Linked DNA regions of Mus musculus: all the other regions are linked to region 2. A link is a contact called in public promoter capture Hi-C data. All regions are on one chromosome and are shown on one strand. The core of a region is the stretch at or near the end of the contact, and the rest is flanking DNA. Distances in the headings are between cores, read along the strand shown. Region 1 holds the start of Cdc42ep1 (CDC42 effector protein (Rho GTPase binding) 1). Region 2 holds the start of Il2rb (interleukin 2 receptor, beta chain). Region 3 holds the start of Pvalb (parvalbumin).

What was found. Promoter capture Hi-C pulls out the DNA fragments that hold promoters and counts their contacts.
Region 1: a promoter capture Hi-C map of the C10 cell line shows a contact between it and region 2. The contact joins the promoter of Cdc42ep1 here to the promoter of Il2rb in region 2. A contact is called at or near these places in 3 of 39 promoter capture datasets (the C10 cell line, the SN4741 cell line and hippocampal neurons) and 1 of 115 datasets of contacts at active chromatin or transcription factors (memory CD8 T cells).
Region 3: a contact with region 2 is called in a promoter capture Hi-C map of liver. The contact joins the promoter of Pvalb here to the promoter of Il2rb in region 2. A contact is called at or near these places in 8 of 39 promoter capture datasets (the C10 cell line, the HPC-7 cell line, cranial neural crest and 5 more), 1 of 484 Hi-C or Micro-C datasets (bone marrow-derived macrophages) and 2 of 9 other capture datasets (adipose tissue and liver).

The regions. Positions count from the first base shown.
Region 1 is chr15:78,841,163-78,845,310 of GRCm38.p6, reverse strand. Cdc42ep1 (CDC42 effector protein (Rho GTPase binding) 1) reads right to left here and starts at 2,664. Exons shown (of 3, transcript NM_027219.3): 1 at 2,586-2,664.
Region 2 is chr15:78,492,556-78,496,414 of GRCm38.p6, reverse strand. It overlaps Il2rb (interleukin 2 receptor, beta chain), which reads left to right and starts at 1,349. Exons shown (of 10, transcript NM_008368.4): 1 at 1,349-1,467.
Region 3 is chr15:78,202,281-78,206,215 of GRCm38.p6, reverse strand. Pvalb (parvalbumin) reads left to right here and starts at 1,979. Exons shown (of 4, transcript NM_001330686.1): 1 at 1,979-2,131; 2 at 3,563-3,695. The coding sequence starts at 2,071.

The DNA of each region.
Region 1 (4,148 bases), core at 1,415-3,914, 350 kb before region 2:
AAATTGGCTTGGTTTTTTTTTTTTTTTAATTTTCTCAGCCCTAGCTGCCGCCTGCAAGCATAAAAATTCTCAGTGCGAGCCCTTCTATAATGTTATTTGAAATTCAAAATAGGTTAACTAACAAGATAAAACAAAGAGGAGAACTGGACAAAGCTCGCTTTGTTTTGGGACTGCATTCTCTTCCGTCCTACCACCGGATCCTCCTCCAACCCTAGCTCCTCCCCACACCAGGAGGGGGGGCAACTTGTGAATCATCCCTTTCCCTGGCACCCCCAGCACCGAAAGGTCCCCTGTGGAATGTTTGCTGAAGTTATAAAGCACTTTGCTTTGCTGTAGGCCGACCAATGACATGATGTCATCAGATGAGTCTCCAACACCCCCTTGAGGCTGGAAGGCTGGCTCAGGCTACAAAGAAGGCTGACACGGCCTGGGGAACAGACTCACCCAGGTCCCGTGGCAGGTAAACGCCGGCCAGGTTTCCCAGCCCTATAAAAACTAGTCTGTGGAGAAAGGAGTTGTGGAGTAGCGTAGGGCTCACTCAGCAAAATGGCACGTGGAAGGGTCCACTGTGCCTACCGTGTAAACGTGGTAGATACCCTCCCCCACCAGATCCTCTAACTTCTGAGTGTCTTCCAGGGAGAGGGGTCCTGTCCCCATATCACTCCTTGACTAACCATGTGATGAAGCCACCTCCCAAATGCCTCTGGGCACCTCTAGATAGCATCCTCTACACCCATCTACTGAGGCAGAGCATCCTGGCTCAACTTCAGCTACTGTTTCTGTCTTCACATGGAGAAAGCAGGTCTAAGAGCCTCTGCCAGAGAAGGGAGGAGGGGGTAGAAGATGGAGAAACTTCTCCCATCCTGGAGTGGGGCAGGCCTGGGTTCAAATCCAACATTTCATGAGTAAGGGACATATTTCATTCCAGCCACCTACCTACCCCGTGGTGCTAACCACAGACAGTTGCTGGCCTTTAGGTCGGTCGCTCTGCCTGACCCGGATCTAAGGTACTGGAACCTTTCGTGTCTCAAAGGCCCAGGCAATCGCCCCTGTAAAGGTTCCCGGCTCCCATTTTACATGGGGGTTGGGGGAAGAGACCCAGATCACAGAACAAAAACAGCGTGAACCCTGGAGCTGACATTTTACCAACACTGGCAGAATGGCCTTGCCCTCTGAGAGAAGGTGGTAGCTAAGGAGAAGCTAGCATGAGAGGAACGGGACTCAGGCTCTGCACTTCGGCATCCGGGACCAGGGCATGAGTGGCCACAGTGAGGCTTAGTACCCCCACAGAACTCTTATATTTACTGTGCAATGGTCTGGGCACGTGGCCAGGGCTCCCTCAGTAGTAATGACCACAGGGACAAGTTTTGGGGCATTGGCCGGCTCCACTCACTCAGAGGCCAACGGGGTGGATGTGGAGGCAAGGAAGTGGGGTAAGAGAAGCCACTCCGATGGTGGGGAAAGAGAGGGAGCAGAGCAGAAGAGCAGAAGCGCTGCTCCTTGGAGTACCCAGACACACCCTCAGGCAGGTGTGCAGAGCCCCACCTCCCGGACAGCCTGCTGGGGGCGCCGGAGGGGAAGTGTGGGTACAGTGGCTCTTTGATAGATAGCAACACTGAAACCGCGGGATTTTGTTGCTTCCTATTTTCCCCAATTTGTGACATTTGAGATTAGAAGTCCTCCAGGGACATCCCCTCAAAGTCCAGCACTTTGGGGTGGAAGACAGGGAAACTAAGACAAACTGCCCAGAGTCACTGTCCCAGATCAGACTTCTCTGAACTTCGTTGAGCCGGTAGGACAGAAGGGAACCACTGGAAAGTGGGAGGAAAGACGTGTGTGTTGTTGAAAAGGTCTTGCTATATATCTCCCAGGCTGACCTCGAAATTGTGACCGTCCTGCCTCAGTTTCCCAAGTGGTGGCGGTATTAAATTGTGTGTGACACTACCGACTAAGACGTCTTCTTGCCCCAGCACCCCAAGTTAAAGCTAGGCAGTCCCCCCCTCCACCGCTGTGCTCTCTCAGCCTCAGTTTCCCAGTGTAGAAAAACGGCCTTCAAACTTGGCGAGTTGGGACAAGGGCACAATCAGTTGGGATGGGAAGTCCAGGAAAAACTTCAACCAGGAAACATTCCCTTCTGGGAACCTCATAAGAGAGACTTTGGGAGAGTCTCTCGCTCCCGTCCGGCGCGGGCAGAGGGCAGCGGCTGCCGTGGCCAGAAGGGAACCGGACGGGATGACCTCATCCGCTGCTCCAGCCTGGAATGCAGCTGGGGAGGGGGCAGGGTGCCCTGTCCCCATCGTCCGTCCCCCCCACCCCCCAGCTTCCCGCTCCCGCGCTGGCGTCGCCGAGAGGCCCTGGGGTCCCTTCCCTTCCGCTGCCCGCGCAGGAACGCGGCAGACGGCCCTGGGCACCTCTGCTCGCGTCCCAGTATACTGCGTTACCCTTCGGTTTTGGTGCCCTGAGCCGTCCCGCAACGTGACAAAACCACCCGAGAAGTCTGAACTTTCCAGCCTCCTACGGATTGGCCCCGCGCACCCTCCGCGCCCAGGACTGTACGCACTCCCCCGGCCCGCGCCCACGATTACCTCGTGTCGTCGAGCCCGGGGGGTCCAGGGGCGGGCGCGGCGGCGGCGCGTCCCAGCGCTACCCGAGAGTCGCTGGGCCGGTCTGCGCCGCCCTGGCCGCGGGCTCGGCCGCCAGATCCCGGGGCGGGGGCGGGCTGCGGGCTCCCTCCGCCCCTGCTCCGCCCGCGGCGGCCGCGCCCCCTCCCGGGCTGGCTGGCCACGCCGCGAGCGCTGCAGTGGCGCGGCAGGGATGCCAAGCCAGGCCAGGCCCCTGCCCACCACCCCTAGGCGGGGCGACCTCGGGAATGTTCGCTCTGTCTTGAGCCCGGACTGCCTGGAGGAGGCCACTGGGACTCTTTGCTGCCCACTGCTCCTTAGATGACCTCGGGGAGTCCAGGATTGACAGCCCTGTCCTGGGCCTCCAGCCTTTCCTTGCTGGGGCGGGAGGAACTGACCAGAAGACTCGCTGGAATTTTTTTCTTTCTTTCTTTCTTTCTTTCTTTCTTTCTTTCTTTCTTTCTTTCTTTCTTTCTTTCTTTCTTTTTTTTTTAAATGTGGGGCATTCACTCTTTCCCATTTTCTCCATTCCCCATTCCTGGCAACCCAATACAAGCCCCGTCGGGTGCCAGCAGAATATTTAGCTGCTCTGGGGAAGAGGCCTTTACAGCTGACCACTATGTAGAGGGGTGTAGGGTAACCTGTGATAATCTCATGGACCCTTAAGCTGGGATGGCCCTTGTTCCTCCTTGCCTTTCAAGTGTCTCAGTTTCCCCATGGGGCCGGAGACAGGGCTCAGCAGTTAAGAGTGCTTTATGCTCTTCCAGAGGATGGAAGTTCTGTTCCCAGAAACACACACACACACACACACACACACACACACACACACACACATACCCCTACTATAGTGGAGTTATCAAAGCAGACATCAGATATTACATTATCTTCTGTTCTCCGCTCTAACAACTAAGAGAGTTGCTGAACAGGTAAATGAGGTCACACCTTAGAAACCTTTAGTGAGGCCCCCACTACTTCAAAGAAGGCACAAAGCCAGCCATGCTCAAGAAGACAGATCCTAGGCCCCTCCATCCGTGTACCCTCTGATTTTTCTGTGACGACAGACAGACAGGAATCCTGGGGGCTGTGTGTGGCAGTACATGTCCCTAAGGTAGTCTGGGAGTGGGGTATTGAGCAAGGTTCCCTAAAGGAGCAGGAAGCCAGGTTAAGTTTTAAATAGAGATGCAGAGGGCCTAGGAAGTTCACACTGGACAGACTGTGGGCAAAGGCTTTGAGCTCAGAGGCAGGGATGGAGCTGGGCGGTACTGTCCCTGCAGGGGTGAGGAGCCCTAAGGACCGAGGGGGACAGGACAGGACAAGCTCTTACTCCTCCCTCACAGAATGCTGTGCTTCAGGGTTGGCACTCTAAACCCTCACGCTAGCCGACAGGGGGTGGATCATTTTTTCCCAGATGGACAGATGGAGAAACTGAGGCCCAGAGAACACCAGTGGCAGGCAGAGAAGACTGAGATACAGCAGTTCCAGATCTTTCCCCCCAGGGCCACCCAGGGAAATTGGGGACAGTGTCCC
Region 2 (3,859 bases), core at 100-2,599:
TTCTCTTTTTAGGGTTCTTGATTTCACTCTCCAGCATCCCCAGAGTCCTGGGGATTTTGTGTGTGTGCATACGTCCCTCCATATCCCAGACAGGGCACCAACGACAGAGCAAGAAACAGCTCCACTGAAGTCTAGCTTGGTGAGCTAGTGAGTTTCTTGTGCACATTTATGGAGTAAGGGGTTGCTTACATCAGTTTGGGTGACCACCCCCCCAAGCAACTATGTTACTGGGAAGTCACAGCTGAGCATGGATGATGGCATCCCCATAGTTGTATAGATGGAGTCACTTCTTCTTTGGCTAACCTATCCTCTCTAGTGTGTAAGTACCCCTGAGTTCAGTTACACATCGCTAAAGCTGGACCTCAGGGGAGGGGTTCCTGTTACTTCTCTTCCCTTCTTGTGAGGGGATGAACATCAGCAGGTCCAATCGTGTGGCTCTCTTGTGGCAGTTACAGCTGCCCCGATGAAGATGGTAATGGCTGTTATGTCCAGAGAACAGAATTCTTACAACTCCCTTCTTTTCACAAGAGGGCAGAAGCTTGTCATATTTCCCCAAGCCTGGCATTAAAACCAAGATGAAGGGGAGATAGAAACGGGGAGTCCCTGGTCCTGTGATACAATATGTAAATAAACACCCATTCATTTACGGAGAAATTCGTGACTTCATTGTTAAAAATAAAAGCCGTGAACTGAACCCTGCCACCCTATCTCACCGAGAGAGGAAGGATTAGAACTTACAACTCGGAAAGGAAGAAAGTGATAGGAGGGCCACTCATTGGCCATCAAACTGCTTATCAAGCCTTAAAACCAGTCAGTCACCTTTGAATGCTAGCCTAAATAAAGGGCATCTCAGAGACTGAAGTAAAGGGCAGCATGTAGCGGGGGCTGGGGGATGGCTAAAATGGAGATCAGCAAAGAGGACACCTAGACTCTAGGTCCTAGAGGGATGATGTGTCTGTGGGTGGCTTTGGTGTTAGGGTGTGAGCATATGTATGTGTGTGTGTGTGTGTGTGTGTGTGTGTGTGTGTGTGTGTGCATGCGCGTGTGTGCTCATGCGTGAGCAGAAGTCGATGGTGTTAGGGTGGCATGTGTGAGATGTAGCGGGGAAGAGTAGGCAAAGAAGGGCCTGCCCCCTCAGGTTCTGTGCATAGCTAGGTCCCTGTACCACAGTAACTGTGTGAGCGTGTGTGCCACCACATTCAGTGGCTGCCCCTGGGCGTAGGAGGAGATCTTATCAGTGCTAGGTGTGTGTGGAGTTTCAGGCTACCTCATCACCCCCCATCTCTCCACCTCCCATTGGGCCTTGCCCCTCATCCTCTATACAGGAAGTGGGCTCGCCTTGGGTTTCAGTCTGTTGCTGGCCTAGCTGTTGTCTGCTACCTAAGCTGCGGAGCAGGAGATGGCCGTGGACCCAACCTCCAGCAGGACTGCAGGGAACATCTCGACACAACTCCATGTTGCAGCCAGGTGATGCCCCTGTGTGGTCCCCTGGGAGCCCTGGGCACCCCACTACCTCTTGCTGGTCCTCCCAAGGGACAGGGAGCTGGGAGGGGGCGCTCATCTCTAACTTGGTTCCCTTTGTAGTTTGTATCTGGGCTTTGATGATTAACCTTGTCTTAGGATTCCCTGGGGAAGGGGGTAGCCTGGCTGTCATGGTTTCTCCTTTAAGAATAAACCCCTTCCAATGTCAGGGCACAGTGGCTTCTTCCCAGTCTACTCTGTGGGAAGCTGTGTGCCATTTTCGCTAGGAGGGACTTCCCTGGATCCTGTGTGGGGATGTCTTAGCCCAGAAGGGTGGAGGAAAAGATTTGTAGCTCGTCAGTATTGGGAGGTGGCATGGCGTGTATGGGACAGGTGGGATTCAACGCTGACGCCTGTGGAGTTCATCTCAGCCTGGAGAATTCTCCTTAGTGAGAAAGAGAGAAGGAATCTCCCCCTGGGACCTGGCTGTCCAGTCAGCTATGTTGATTGACAGGTTTCTGAGGGCCCTAGGCTGGAGGTCAGAGGTAGAGTTCTAGCTTAGATTTGTCTCTGACATTACCGAGTGGCTAGAGAGGTTAAGGACATCGCCAGGCATGGGGCTCCGTCTCCGAGGCTGCCTGAGGTAGGAGCTTCCCACCGTTAGCTGTGTTTACAGTACTTCAGGGCCAAGGTGGGTGGCTGAGGAAGGCAGAACTACCTTTGAAGGTCCCCTTTCTTTCACACACTCCTCAGCTGAACTGAACAGCAAGAGGTGAACAGTGGTGTGTGTGTGTGTGTGTGTGTGTGTGTGTGTGTCTTTGTGAATGTGTGTGTCTCTGGAGAGGTGGCCAGAGAAAGGATCTCTGAGGTCAAAGGCCACCAGATCTGACAGACAAGCTCTTGCTTGCCGTCCGTCCTCCCTCAGTCGACCCTGTACCTCACAGACCTGTGAGGCCTTGGACTGCCCCAGCACTGGAACCTTTATCCTGGGAAACAGGCTGCTTTAGGCCCTGATCTTCCCATAGGGAAGGAGCAGTCAGTCACAGAACCTGCTCTTGTGCTGTGAGACCTCTCTGTGACATGTGTGGGTCAGTCTGACGCAGGGAGTGTGACACGACTGTCACTCATGGCTGACCCTCCTCCTCCGTCAGCATCACCACTGTACTGGAAATCAGGTGACCCAGTTAGAGCAGCCTGGGTCTGTGGGATGACAGACCTTTTCAGGGCCTCAGCGGAGACATATATGAGTCAGGGAGATGAACGTCTGGTGGTTGCGAAGGGCATACGTGGGTGAGCCTCAGGGGGACAGTGCCTGGGACTCTGAGATTCTTGGGCTGTACTCACTCTGCCCGAGGCTGGCCTTGTGCTGTGTGGTTTTGGAGTGGTTTTCTTAGTCTCCCAGAGATTCAGTTTCCCTCTTGCCGAAGGAAGCTGCAACCACCATGACTGCTTGAAGCTACCCTGCCCCCCAGCCTGACCCTTCCAGAACCTTCCATATGCTCTTCCGTCTAACCCTGTCCATGATGGGTGGATGCTTTTGTGCCTCTTCAGCCAGGGGTGGGGAGCAGGTTTGAGTGCCTTTTCTTAGGCATTCTCTGTTTTTGGCTGTGGCTTGTGGCCCGGCTATAATCTTGCCTCTTTCATTCCTCTTCCTCTCCCCCAGGGTTATGCCCTCCCTCACCCCAACCCCACGCCATCATGAGGCTGCTCAGATGTCTGGGTCCGACCTGGCTTGCTGCCTTATTGAATGAACACGTAGAGTGCTTCAGATCCTGTTGGGCTCACAAGGGGCTGTGGAAGGCCCCTTGCTTGGGCTGAACCTGTTAGGGCTCCCTTTCTACCCAAGCACCTGCGGGGAGTTGATCTTCCAGGGAAGGGAGGTCTGGGGTGGAACCCCAGTTCCGTAGACTTGGTCCTGGGATCCTTGGTCTCCTTGTCTGCCTAGCAAAGACACCAAATAGCTGCTGAGCTGCCAGGCAGCATAGAGTAGCTGGAAGTATGAGGGCCTGGGCACAAGGCCTGGGCAGTGTTTGATGAACATACCCGGCAAACACTGTCACCGGGCCGCCACCCATCACTTGCTGTCCCACAAACCCTTCAGTGCATGACATTTATTGAGGGCCTCCTGTGTTCCGAGGTCAGTGGTTTGGAGTGGGCACACTGCCTTGGCAGTGTGGTAGGTGACAAGCCAGAGGGATGGAAGGCAACCCAAGGTAGATTGTCCTTCCTTCATGGGGGAGACCAGGGCGAGTGCCACAGAACCAGCAGAAAAGAGAATGAGAAATGGGATACCAGGAGCCTTGGGTGCAATGTGGGAAGGACAAGTCCAGGGAGGCTTTTAGAGGTCCAGACCAAAGCCACCAGCTTATGTGGACTGCAAGAACCACCTAAGGCAGGC
Region 3 (3,935 bases), core at 730-3,229, 290 kb after region 2:
TTCTCTCCGAGCTTCTTGGGTAGCCTGAATAAATACTTGCCCCCAAGGATGGACCTCAGCTGTCCCTCAGATGGAGCTGAGAGGTAGAGCCATATGTCTGTGGAGGTCTATTGGTTCTATCAGGGGAGCAGAAGGCAGAGGGTGAGAGGCAAGCACTTGGGTGAGGAGTTGATTGGCTAAGCCAACAACATGCATGCTTCGCTGAGGATGTCCCAGTGAGGGGACTCAGCAGCAGAGGGAGGAGCAAGGGGAATGGTGAGAACCTTTACCATAAGAGCCAGTATGTGGCTCAGACGCACTGTAGGACTGAGGTTGGGGCATGAGAAAGGATATCTAAGAGGTTTACAGCACACTAAGTCACACCAATAAGCTGACCCTGCTCTGCCTCTGCCTCCATATGGATGGGTCTTCGGGCATTTAGAGACTCCAGGCTCACTATAGCACAAGGGTCTCCAGTTGGAGAAACAGATGCTGTAACTGGGGCCACAGTATAAAGAGAGCCCAGACATTGAACTGTCAACACAGAAGCCTGGCACACTGGAACTGGCAGTCCAGCTGGGAACAAGGGGTAGAGGCTGAGGCCACTAAGTCAACTGAGGCAGGAGACATAGGAGCTAAAGCAGCTGAAGGGTGCAGGACAGCTGGGGGGTCTGAAGTGGGCCTCATGCCCAGAGCTATGAAGTCAGGGGCTGTAGCCTAGGAGCCTTGGAAGCCAGCTGGCAAGCTGTGGCCCAAAGACGCTGACTCACCAGGAGGGGGCAGCTGGAGCCAGGCACTCCTAAGGTTTCCAGGAAGGGCAGCCTTCCAGGGCTCAGCTAGGGGAGACAGTGTTGACAGCAAGTTGTCAGGCAACTTGAGCTACTGGGCAGCTGGGAAGCTGTCCCTTGGTCCCCAGTATCATCATCACCCCAGACGCTGCCCACCTGCCTCAGGTCCCACACAGTGATCCTCCCATCTTTAACACAACACATGACCAGAGAGAAAGGTTATAGCTCAAGGTCATGGGGGGATTCAGCGTGACTCACATTCAGAACTCTATGTGTATGTCTAGTGCTCATATACACTTCGAAGGCTGCTAGCCACAGTCTGAAACTTTGGGAGACCTGAGGGAAGATGGCAGCCTTGTACTCTGGTCCCGTGAGATGAAAAATGTCCTGTTTCCCAGAGGTGATACTCTGATCACAAAACATGGTAATCAAAAAGTATGGTCTGATGGTACTATCCCTTATCCCCCAAATATGACCAACTTGAAAGGTAGATAGCTATGCTGTGGGGCCTCTCTCACCTTAGCCTCCCTAATGGGAATTAGATGAAACACAACTCAGCTGTGTCTGGCCCTGGAGACTAGAAAGTGTGAGAAAAAGAGTCTTCTGGCAGATAAACTGGTGCCCAAAAGGGTCTTCTGACAGATAAACTGGTGCCTTCTTCCTCGCAGAAACCAAATCAAGTTTCAGAATGTGGTCAGGTGAGGGAGGGATGGAGCCCAGACAGAGAGCCTCTGCACAGAGGAGCTCTGATAGTCCAACAACCTCCTCCCTGGGTCCTGTGGCTCAGGTTTCAAGTTCTTAACATTCAGATTTTTCGCGGCATAAATTTGCATCCAGGACAGAAGACAAGAGGGTACTGGAGGCGTGGAGAGACAGAGTGCATAGCCCAGGGGCCACATCGGGGTGGAGGCTGGTCAGCATCATTTTTTCCCCACGCGAGAGGACATTGTCCGAGATGCCCAGATCGGAGCCTCTCTGCCTCCCGTATGCCCTTGACAGCGGCAGAACGCTCCAGTCTCTGCTGGTGGCCCTTTAGATCAGGAGATGGCCCCTGGCGGCGGGGTCCTGGGCGAGCCTCCTGAATGCCCGGACCCCATGGGCATGTGGCCCGCTCAGCTTGGCGGTGCGGCGGGACTGAGCTGCTGAGCTGTGCGCTGAGCCGGGCGCCCCCTGGCGCGGAGCCAGGCCGAGCGGGCGTGCGCCTGGCGCGCGACACTGCAGCGCTGGTCATATGAGCAGAAAGGATGAGGAGAACACTTTTTAATCTTTTCGCACTTGCTCTGCCCGCTCAAACAGTTGCAGGATGTCGATGACAGACGTGCTCAGCGCTGAGGACATCAAGAAGGCGATAGGAGCCTTTGCTGGTGAGCAATGCACCCCCACCCCACTCCCCGCGCCTGGCCCTGTCCCCTTGCCCTCTTCCCGCTTCTGGGGCACCCCTCATCCCTCTGCGAAGCCTCCCCAGTTTCTTCCCTCACGCATCGGGTCTCCATCCTAGGGGGTTAGCTCCTTGGTCCTATGCTTTCCAAGAGCTGCACGGACTGTGCTCCCTGACTGAGTCTCACAAAGTTGAGGGCTCAGAAGAGTGGCCTCTCCGGGAGAACTTGTGGGGGGGTCCAGGACCAAGTGCGAAGACCAGGGAGGAAGAAGCAAGGACCCAGACATCCTCCTCTGAGAAGTGTAGAAGGGTCTGCAAGCCTGGGCTTTCTCTTCAAGAGACCCCTTTCCTTGGCCCCCATTCCCAACAAGACTTTTCCTGGAAGGTAGCCCATTAGTGGAGATCCCCTCCCAGGACAGACATAAGGGCACAGTGACCTTTCTGCATCAGGCACCCAGCCCTGCCCAGCCCGCTGCAGCTCCCCATCTGTACCCCCAGCATCTAATCCTTTTAGGTAGTCCAAGAGAGGGGTACCCACTCGGCTGTGTGATCTCTTTCCTCTAGCTTAGATGTTCTTCCTCTGTCACCCAGGGAGGGAAACTGAGGCTGGGATAAGATTCAAGCTGTACAAGGTCACCCAGTCCAGCACAGGAAGAATGAGATCTGAGGTGGCCTCAGGTCTCAGTGCCCCACCTTGGTGTGTAAAAAGACAAAGCAACTTTTTTTCCCTCCAACTCTGGGCTGAGGGGAGACCATAGTTCTTAAGAGTTTCTGGACAGAGAGGGACATCTATCTGCTTTTTATATAGCTTCCTTCTCCTCCAGACACATACAGGAAGCTCCAAGAAGCCCCCCACCTCCCCCTGGAGCACTATGATAACCCATTCACAGTGCCTTGAGCCACCTTGTCACCCTGAGTATGAAACTCAGCTGAGTTCTTAGAAGTCCTTCATCCCACCCCCAACCACTGGGATGGGTCTCAGAATCTGTGCAGGACTTCTGGGTCCTCCCCTCCCCCTCCCATGATGTGACCTTGACAGAACTATGTCCTCACAGAGTTGATCTTTCTGATCACAGTATGTAGCCAATGAGAGAAAGCCGCCTTTCCATCCATCCTAGCTAGCATCCATCGCATGCCTGTGCACAGCCCACCCAGCCCTCACCCAAAAGGCTTCATAGAAATACAGTTCTCAGGAGGCTGACAGTCTCCCTGTGGCTCATCAGTGTGTGTATGGGGGAACCAAGAAGGGTCGACCTTGGGCAAAGCATCCTTTCCTAGCTGGGCTCCCTCTGTCCTCCTGTTCCCCACAACCATGCAGGTACCCTTTAATAAATGGTACAACATCTCTTTCCCTGACTTTCCCGGTGCCTCTCCCCTGTCCTTCTTTAACCTCCTCTTCCCCCTCAACCCCCAACAGCTGCAGACTCCTTCGACCACAAAAAGTTCTTCCAGATGGTGGGCCTGAAGAAAAAGAACCCGGATGAGGTGAAGAAGGTGTTCCATATTCTGGACAAAGACAAAAGTGGCTTCATTGAGGAGGATGAGCTGGGGTAAATTGAGGATGGGGCGGGGAGCAGGGCGGGGATGAACCTGGTGATAGCACCCAAAGTTCCCAGCCACCCCTCCTAGCAAGCGGGCTTTGCTTTGTCCCGGGCACCAGGGAAAGATACTTCCTGCTTCCGGGAGGGTCAATCCCTCAGCCTGGAGTGCAGCTAACTAGGTTAAATTATAGCCACTTAATATCGCTAATGGAATGGAGTTACTTAATAATTTAATACCAGTGAAGGAGC